Regions from separate parts of the Mus musculus genome. Here region 2 is linked to region 1. A link is a contact called in public Hi-C data. All regions are on one chromosome and are shown on one strand. The core of a region is the stretch at or near the end of the contact, and the rest is flanking DNA. Distances in the headings are between cores, read along the strand shown.

Region 1 (3,818 bases), core at 654-3,153:
CTGTAATTTCCGCCAAGGATTACATGACAATCCTCAGGTAGTGGGGGTTGAGTCTCTCTCTCTCTCTCTCTCTCTCTCTCTCTCTCTCTCTCTCTCTCTCTCTCTCCCTCTCCCTCTCCCTCTCCCCCCCCCCCCCCTCTCTCTCTCTCTCTCTCTCTCTCTCGACAGGGTTTCTCTGTGTAGCCCTGGCTGTCCTGGAACTCACTCTGTAGACCAGGCTGGCTTCGAACTCAGAAATCTGCCTGCCACTGCCTCCCAAGGGCTGGTGCCTGTGCTACCACTGCCCCGCTGTGAGTGGTGTCTTATGGAAAGAGCCCAAATACAACAGGACACGGAAGAAGGAAGATTATTCACCCTCGGCGGAGGTCCTTCTCACCGCTGTGTTAGATTACTGTGTTGGTGCTGCTTCTGATTTCTTCTCCGATACTAGAATCAGGGTTTCTAGGTTTCCAACATGGACCTGGACCAGTGACTCTCCGGGAAATTTCCAGGCCCTTGGAGCCAGATAGGGACTGTTGAGACCCGGAGCCTCACGGACTCAGCGACAGCTGGGTTCTTGGTCTCTCAGGTGTGAGACAGCTGTTGTTTGGACTACTTTGACTAAATTGTGTAAGATGATTTAATGGGTCATTTTTAATGCATCTATCTACCCATCTACCTTATTTAAAAAAAAATCAATTTCATTCTTTAGAGAACCTGACCAACACACCAACCTAGCTCTACTAGCTGTACTCAGAAACACCGTGACAAAGGGAGAATGAGGGTAAAACAAAACCATGAAACCTCAGGGAACCAAACATGGTCTGTGGGCTACTAACAGCCGAAGTCAGACCTGGAGCGGATATATGAGACCCTGTTTCAAAAAGGAAATAAAAGGAAAGAAAAGAAAAGAAAAAAAAAAGAAAAGGACTAGCCTAGTGTTTTAGTAACATCCAGAAACACGTACAAAACATTTACTCCTTTAAAACAAAACGTGCCTTTTATGAGGTATTTTTTAATTGGATATTTTCTTTATTTTTATTTCAAATGTTATCAAATGTTCCTCTCCAGGAAACCCCCTAACCCAGCCCTCTGCCTCTATGAGGTTGCTCCCCCACCCACCCACCCACTCCTACCTTCTCGTCCTGGCATTCTCTGATACTGGGGCAACGAACCCCCACAGGGTCAAGGGCCACTCCTTCCCCTGATGTCCAGCAAGGCCATCCTTTGCCACATACCCGGCTGGAGCCATGGGTCCCTCCATGTGTACTCTTTGGTTGGTGGTCCAGCTCCAGGGTCTGGCCTGTTGATACTGTTCCAACCCCCATGGGTCTGCAACTCCCTTCAACTCCTTCCATCCCTTCTCCAGCTCCTCCATCAGGAACCCCTTGCTCAGTCCAATGGTTGGCTGCAAGCATCCGCCTCTGTATTTGCCAGGCTCTGGCAGAGCCTCTCAGGAGACAGCCACATCAGGCTTCCATCAGCATGCACTTCCTGGCATCCACAATAATGTCTGGGTTTGGTGGCTGTATAGGGGATGGTTTCTATGTGATCTGCAAGAAGCATGAGTCACCAGGTAATTGTAGAATGGATCAGATAAATTACTACCGGACATGTTTCCATGCGATATTTGATGAGAGCCTTGGTGCTCATTGCATTGGCATGGATTTGTTAATTAAAAAAAGTTGCTCGAGGATTGAGTCAGGTGGTAAAATTAACAAGGAAGGCTTTCAGCATGACGCAAAGCTCGAGCCACATTTGGGCGATTAGAAATTAAGGCAAGCCGGATTGAGGAAAAGCTTAGATTGGCTCGCTCTCAGGTGAAATTTATCTGGCAACCGATAAATCATCCTGGCTCCACCTAAGCCGCGGCTCTTCTGGAAGAGGCCCATACAGGACAGGCACTGTAAAGACTGGTTTATGGCTCAAGTATTTGGTGCATTTTAACATGTCTTGGAAACGGAGATGTCGTTCAGTGTGGCAAACAACCACATACCTGTGTGAAAGCAAAGCAAAGCAAAGCAAGGCAAACATAACAATACGTGCTCACACCGCAGTGTTCAGTGACTCTGGCAGGATGCACTGTGGGCTTTATGAACGCGTAAGAGTGAATATACAGAAGCCTAGGGAAAGGTCATTGGTATTTTTGGAGCAATAAATCAAGTATGGAGAGATTTGCATTTTGGCTGTAAAACATGCAGCCCTGGATTAGAGGGAGAGAATACTTTTGAAGTAATATTTCTCTCCTGACTTGTTTTATTAGCTTCCTTTAAACATGTTACATTATTGCTTATAGAATTTCATTTACTCGGATTGGCAGCTTGATAAATATGTCTATTGGCGATGATTTGGATTGCTCTGGGCATTAATATTATTAAATCCTGTCACGAGGAAATGTCTGAAAGATGACTTACTGTAAAGATTGCAGCGCGGAATAAATCATCCAGTGGTATTTGTTACCATTTATGGCCTCTTGGAGCTGAGTCAATCCCTTTTTATGTTGCATTATTTTTCAAGTTTTTATAGCTTTACATTATATATTGCTGTCAGGAATGAACAGATGGGGTGTCGAACATGAGCTCTCTGCATAATTCCCACTCTCGGGTTATTGGTATGAAGGGCAAGAGCAGGGCTGTGTGTTCTGGAGCTGGAAGGAGAGGAATGATGTGGGAAGCGGCTTTGAGGAAAGGGATCTCTTTTGCCAGGGTTCAGGCCATCTCCCTTAGCTGGTGGGACCCCTGATTAGTGCTCTACCTGTTTGGGCTTCGACCAAGACAAGGGGGGGGGTAGAAGAAAAGTGTCTTAGTGACAAACGGGACACCTAATTGTCCCCCATTCCGAAGGCTCAGGGACCATCATGGAAGAAGGGGGCAGAAAGCTTACAGGAGCCAGAGGTCAGTCAGGGAGGACTGGAGTGAAATAGTGTCTCCTGGACATGGCAGGACCCTTGTACTCATAGCTCACAGCAGCTGTGGCTGCCTGCACAAGACTAGTACATGATCAGGCCAGTCGACACTCTAGCCTGGAGTCCCATGTCAGAATGAGACCCCCCCCCAACTCCTAACTGGGGGGTGACTGGCAGTTGATGGCTCCTAGGGGAGGTAGAATCAGTTTTCTTCAAGGGTGTGGCTCTTAGTATTTGACCATGCTCTGTGGATGGTCTCACAGACGTGAATATGGGCATCCCAAATTGGACTTGACCGGCCATGATGATGATGATGATAACATAAAGTTGGGAGGGGCTGAGGAAGTCAAAATGGATCTGGAAGGAGTTACGAGAAGTAATGGGGAATGAATATGATTAAAATACAAAGAATTAACAAAAGTATTTTATTAAATTAATAAAATTTTTCTATGGCTGTATTCATCTCCACCGAACCAACAGATGCCTAATGCAGTTTAAATGCCAGTTGCTCCCTTAAGACAGGATTTCTCTTTGTAGCTCTGGCTGCCCCGGAACTCACTTATGCAGACTATGCTGGCCTTGAACTTAGAAACTGGCCTGTCTTTACCTCTTAAGTGCTGGGATGATTAAAGGCATGCACCACCACTACTCAGCTCTTACCATCAACCCTAAAGAAAGACAATGAGTTCATGCAGGTGATGGGTACCTAGGAGAAAAGGAAGCAAGCTCTCAGGCCTTATACCCTCTATAGACTTCTGCCCTTGTGAGGCTTAAACTACCCTGGTGTGTGAGGCAGCTGCCTGAGTGTCCCACTAGCCCTCTGGAGGCTCTTGATGTCTTGTGATCACTTAAGAGTTAAAGCAGGAGAAAGCTAGCCAATGTTTTAGAGGAGAAGGAGTGTGAGTTTACTTTCCCTAGTCACCACTGCATTCAT
Region 2 (3,818 bases), core at 457-2,956, 120 kb after region 1:
TTTCCAATGCAATACCAAAAGGCCCCCGTAGCCACCCACCCCCTCTCCCACCCACTCCCCCTTTTTGGCCCTGGCGTTCCACTGTACTGGGGCATATAAAGTTTGCGTGTCCAATGGGCCTCTCTTTCCAGTGATGGCCGACTAGGCCATCTTTTGATACATATGCAGCTAGAGTCAAGAGCTCCGGGGTACTGGTTAGTTCATAATGTTGTTCCACCTATAGGGTTGCAGATCCCTTTAGCTCCTTGGGTACTTTCTCTAGCTCCTCCATTGGGAGCCCTGTGATCCATCCATTAGCTGACTGTGAGCATCCACTTCTGTGTTTGCTAGGCCCCGGCATATATGCTTTTCTTTATGTGAGGTTACATACCTGACCCCATTTCTTTCTGAGTCACTGTTGTTTTATTCTAATATATTTTATTCAGTTATTGTGCTGCTGGGCCGGAGATGGAATCAGGTCCTCGTGCACTGGAGGCAAGAGTCCTCTGCCTGAGCTGGTTTTTTCTAGAGGTTATATGCTTGTGTTTAAATTCCCATCTTGCTTGAAAGTTGAATATTGTACTTTAGAAACTATAAAACACAGCCTAACCCATTTCTGTCAATGACGAGACTTCCTGCCGTCATCTGGGTTTTAAATTGCCGTTCCTTGGATTCCTTCCCCATTGCAAAGAGGTTTGGGGATGGTGCTTGCATATTGGGCTATTCTGCCTCTGCTGTTGCTAACACAGACTCTACTGTTCTCTGTAGTGAAACCTCATGTTCTAATGTATTCCCAGTCCTGCTACCCACTCCAGTCTGCCCTAGATGTTCCTAAACGTCTCAAAGCCACAAGCGGCTCCCATTTTGAGCTGGACACAATTCCCATGCTTTTAGGTTTCTCACTTTTCAGTTCCTTCATAGGAAAAGACTCTCTTCAAGCCATTCTGCCCTGTTTGCACTGCCCCTGGGAGAGGCAATGCTTGACTTTAGCTCTAAGCTACCTCCAGGCTTTGCAGCCTGCATTGATGCCTTCCTGGTCCCCGTGTTAGAAAGCAAGCACCAGGATAAATATGGTCACGACATATTTATCTTTCTAAGACCTACCATACCCAGGTCATAGTGTTAAACAAGTACTTATTGCCATGCTATTTTCTGTCTTTTCTATCTTCTCTGGTGTACAGTAGCATGAGCTTGCGACATCTATTACAAATACTCAAGGCTTATCCATTGATCCAGCTTCATGCTTTTAAAAAATTATTTTTAAATTTATCTTTGGGACATCATGCAGATCAATATTTCATAAATGTTTTATCGATGGTGAAAATAAAGAATATTCTCTCTAGAATAAAAGGATCAATATCTACACATCTACACATAGAGCTTTATTAATTATATTATTCGGGATTTTCATAATTGGTTTATTTTTCTATTTGCTCTATAACAGATGTAGAAGTGTGTGTGGAGGCTTCTGCCACCCTTCCAACTCTGTTCATTCCATTTCTTCCCGTTTCATTCCCATTTTTCTAAGCCCCGTTGTCTGTGCCGACCAGAAGTTCAATCAGATGGAATAACGGTGAGTTCTGACAATGGCTTTATCATAAACATCAGACATTCCTCCATTGAGGGGGAGCTGGGGACTGTGGCCCTGGAAGACTTAGGATGTCACTCTGTGAGGTCACGAGGAGAACACATGAAAGATGCCCGTACTCGTAGCCACGAGCCTCGCTGCAGAGTTGGACGGAGGCAGGAAGTGGATAGGAGGGGCTAAATGTGAAATGGGAGGAGTCGAAAGCCATCTGGAAATCTCTGGTCTTCTGAATTTCCTGTAAAAAGACCGCTTTTCAATGACTAACTCAGATGGGGGGAGGAGGTCCAAACTCTTAAGGAAAATGATGAGAAAGGCAGGGCAGCATCACCCCTTGTCAGTATGACGTTATCCTTACAGACTTGTCTTCCAACTCCAATTAAACACGGAGCTGTATTTTAATGGGGACGATGTCAATATTATGCCTCAGTCAGCACGGTGCAAACAGTTCTTATCAAACCCTTTCATCGGCAGTGAGGTACAGAGGCACTTAACTCTTCGCAGAGGAGTCTCAGAGGCGAGAACACACAAATCGTCTCAGTGACCATACGGGACAGGGGCGCATAGCTCAGGTCTTCTGTATCGGGTGTCTTTCCCCTACGCACTCTTACTGATCTGACTGGGAGAGAAAAAAAAATATAACACCCAACCATCCACAGTAGCTTTTTACTTCTTTCTTTGTTCGAATGATATCGCTGCTCTGCTCGTGTCCCTAATATGTTCCCAAATGCCTTAGAGGCAGAATTCTGTCTCATTCATCTGTCACCGGGGCTTAAGACAGACACCAGCATATTAGTTTAATTAGCAAATAGAACATCTTCCTAGTTCCTTATTTGTCTTTCACATTTTATTACATATCTTTTCCCCCCAATTAGTCCAAAGTGCCTGATAGGTATCAGTTGGGGTGACAGCAAACTTCTGCAGAGGCACAAGGATCTCTTGAAAAAGAGCCCTGCTATTTTTTCCAAAACAGGAGGACCCACTTCCGTCTCCTTTCATTTTGACAAGAAGTTTATTTTATGACACTGCATCGCAGCCATCTTCTAGATGAAATTTGGAGAAGTCAGACAACCTTTGGAGGTCCCACGGACTTTCAATCAAAGAGATAAGCCTAGATTTTAAGGATTTTAATTGCCAGCCTGATTCTCAGACATTTCCACCCTGCCTTTCTGACGGCTCACGTTTTTATCATGGCTGATGATGAGCGAGGCAAGGGCTGGATGGCTAAGTATAGAAAGCAGACCACACACTCCCCTTTCATCTTCTCTTCTAGCGCCGGCTTCTCCTAACACCCCGCCAGCTTCTTCCAATGATTGAAATTTGAAAGCATGTAACTGTTAATCTCGGCGTGATTAAAGAGTTTCATTTCTCGGAAGACTCAGTACTCATCATCGGTTGTGATGAATGGGCCTCTAACATCCCCTCAGCCCATTATATTGTGATTAATTGTGCCAGTTTAAGTCAATAATTCATTTGTTAAAAATAGGCCTGCGAAGTCTCATTTGTCTCATGGGTGATATCAGAATAAAAAAATTCATTTGATAGTTCTCATTAAATTAGTGGTGGAAGTTATATTGGAGAACACTGTTCATCAAATTCTTATTGCTAGCTTATTTGATAAGAAGCTGTACTTGCCTAAAATTATGTCTGCTAAATGTCATAATGGGCTTCATGTTCCCTATGTTAATAAAGGAATAAAAAGTCTAAATATGTGCATGACTGGAGAAAAGGGTGGGGCTTGAAACTGGAAGTGAGCTGACTCCCGTTCTCTTGAGGAAATAGGCGTAAGTGATGTCCTGGTTTTCATTGAACACATTAAAAAAAAAAAAAGAAAAAAGAAAACGAGAGAAAGAGCAAACAGGTTATCTTCCCTCTGAGCTCAGGGAATGACGTGAAATTGTCAAGATGGTTTCCAGAGAGATGGATCTTCCGTCTTGCCACTTATCTAGAAATTGTTGCGAACATTGCTTTTGGCCTTGCTGGAGCATAGATGCACTTTGAGCTATAGGTGATTCTGCAGGATCGTAGAACAAAGAGCAGCTCCATAGCAAATGATAACTGCCAGCCTCCCGTGAGACACAGGATTAATATCCCAGTATTTCCAGAGCTCTGTCTACACAGAAAGACTCCCCGAACGATCCCGAGACACGTAGCTATGGTGGTGGTGGGGAGGATGATTGACGGACACTCTCATGCCTTTGAAGATCACTTGTTTATTTACAACTTAGAGTGTCTGGGTCTGGTATGGGCAGAT

Evidence for each region. Hi-C and Micro-C count contacts between places; a contact is called where the count stands out from the background.
Region 2: a Hi-C map of the N1E-115 cell line shows a contact between it and region 1, with 2.8 times the contacts expected there. The contact joins two enhancer-like sites. A contact is called at or near these places in 11 of 484 Hi-C or Micro-C datasets (the G1E-ER4 cell line, the N1E-115 cell line, brown adipocytes and 6 more) and 1 of 115 datasets of contacts at active chromatin or transcription factors (embryonic stem cells).

What each region holds. Positions count from the first base shown.
Region 1 is chr8:26,203,573-26,207,390 of GRCm38.p6, forward strand. No RefSeq gene overlaps it. Among named protein-coding and RNA genes, the nearest start is that of Thap1, 47 kb to the left of the region's middle. Within about 2 kb of position 1,904, at least 10 of the 459 cell types and tissues checked have an H3K27ac peak or open chromatin away from gene starts, as enhancers often do. A contact at or near this core is called in the N1E-115 cell line, where this site is marked.
Region 2 is chr8:26,328,280-26,332,097 of GRCm38.p6, forward strand. No RefSeq gene overlaps it. Among named protein-coding and RNA genes, the nearest start is that of Gm31784, 18 kb to the left of the region's middle. Within about 2 kb of position 1,707, at least 7 of the 459 cell types and tissues checked have an H3K27ac peak or open chromatin away from gene starts, as enhancers often do. A contact at or near this core is called in the N1E-115 cell line, where this site is marked.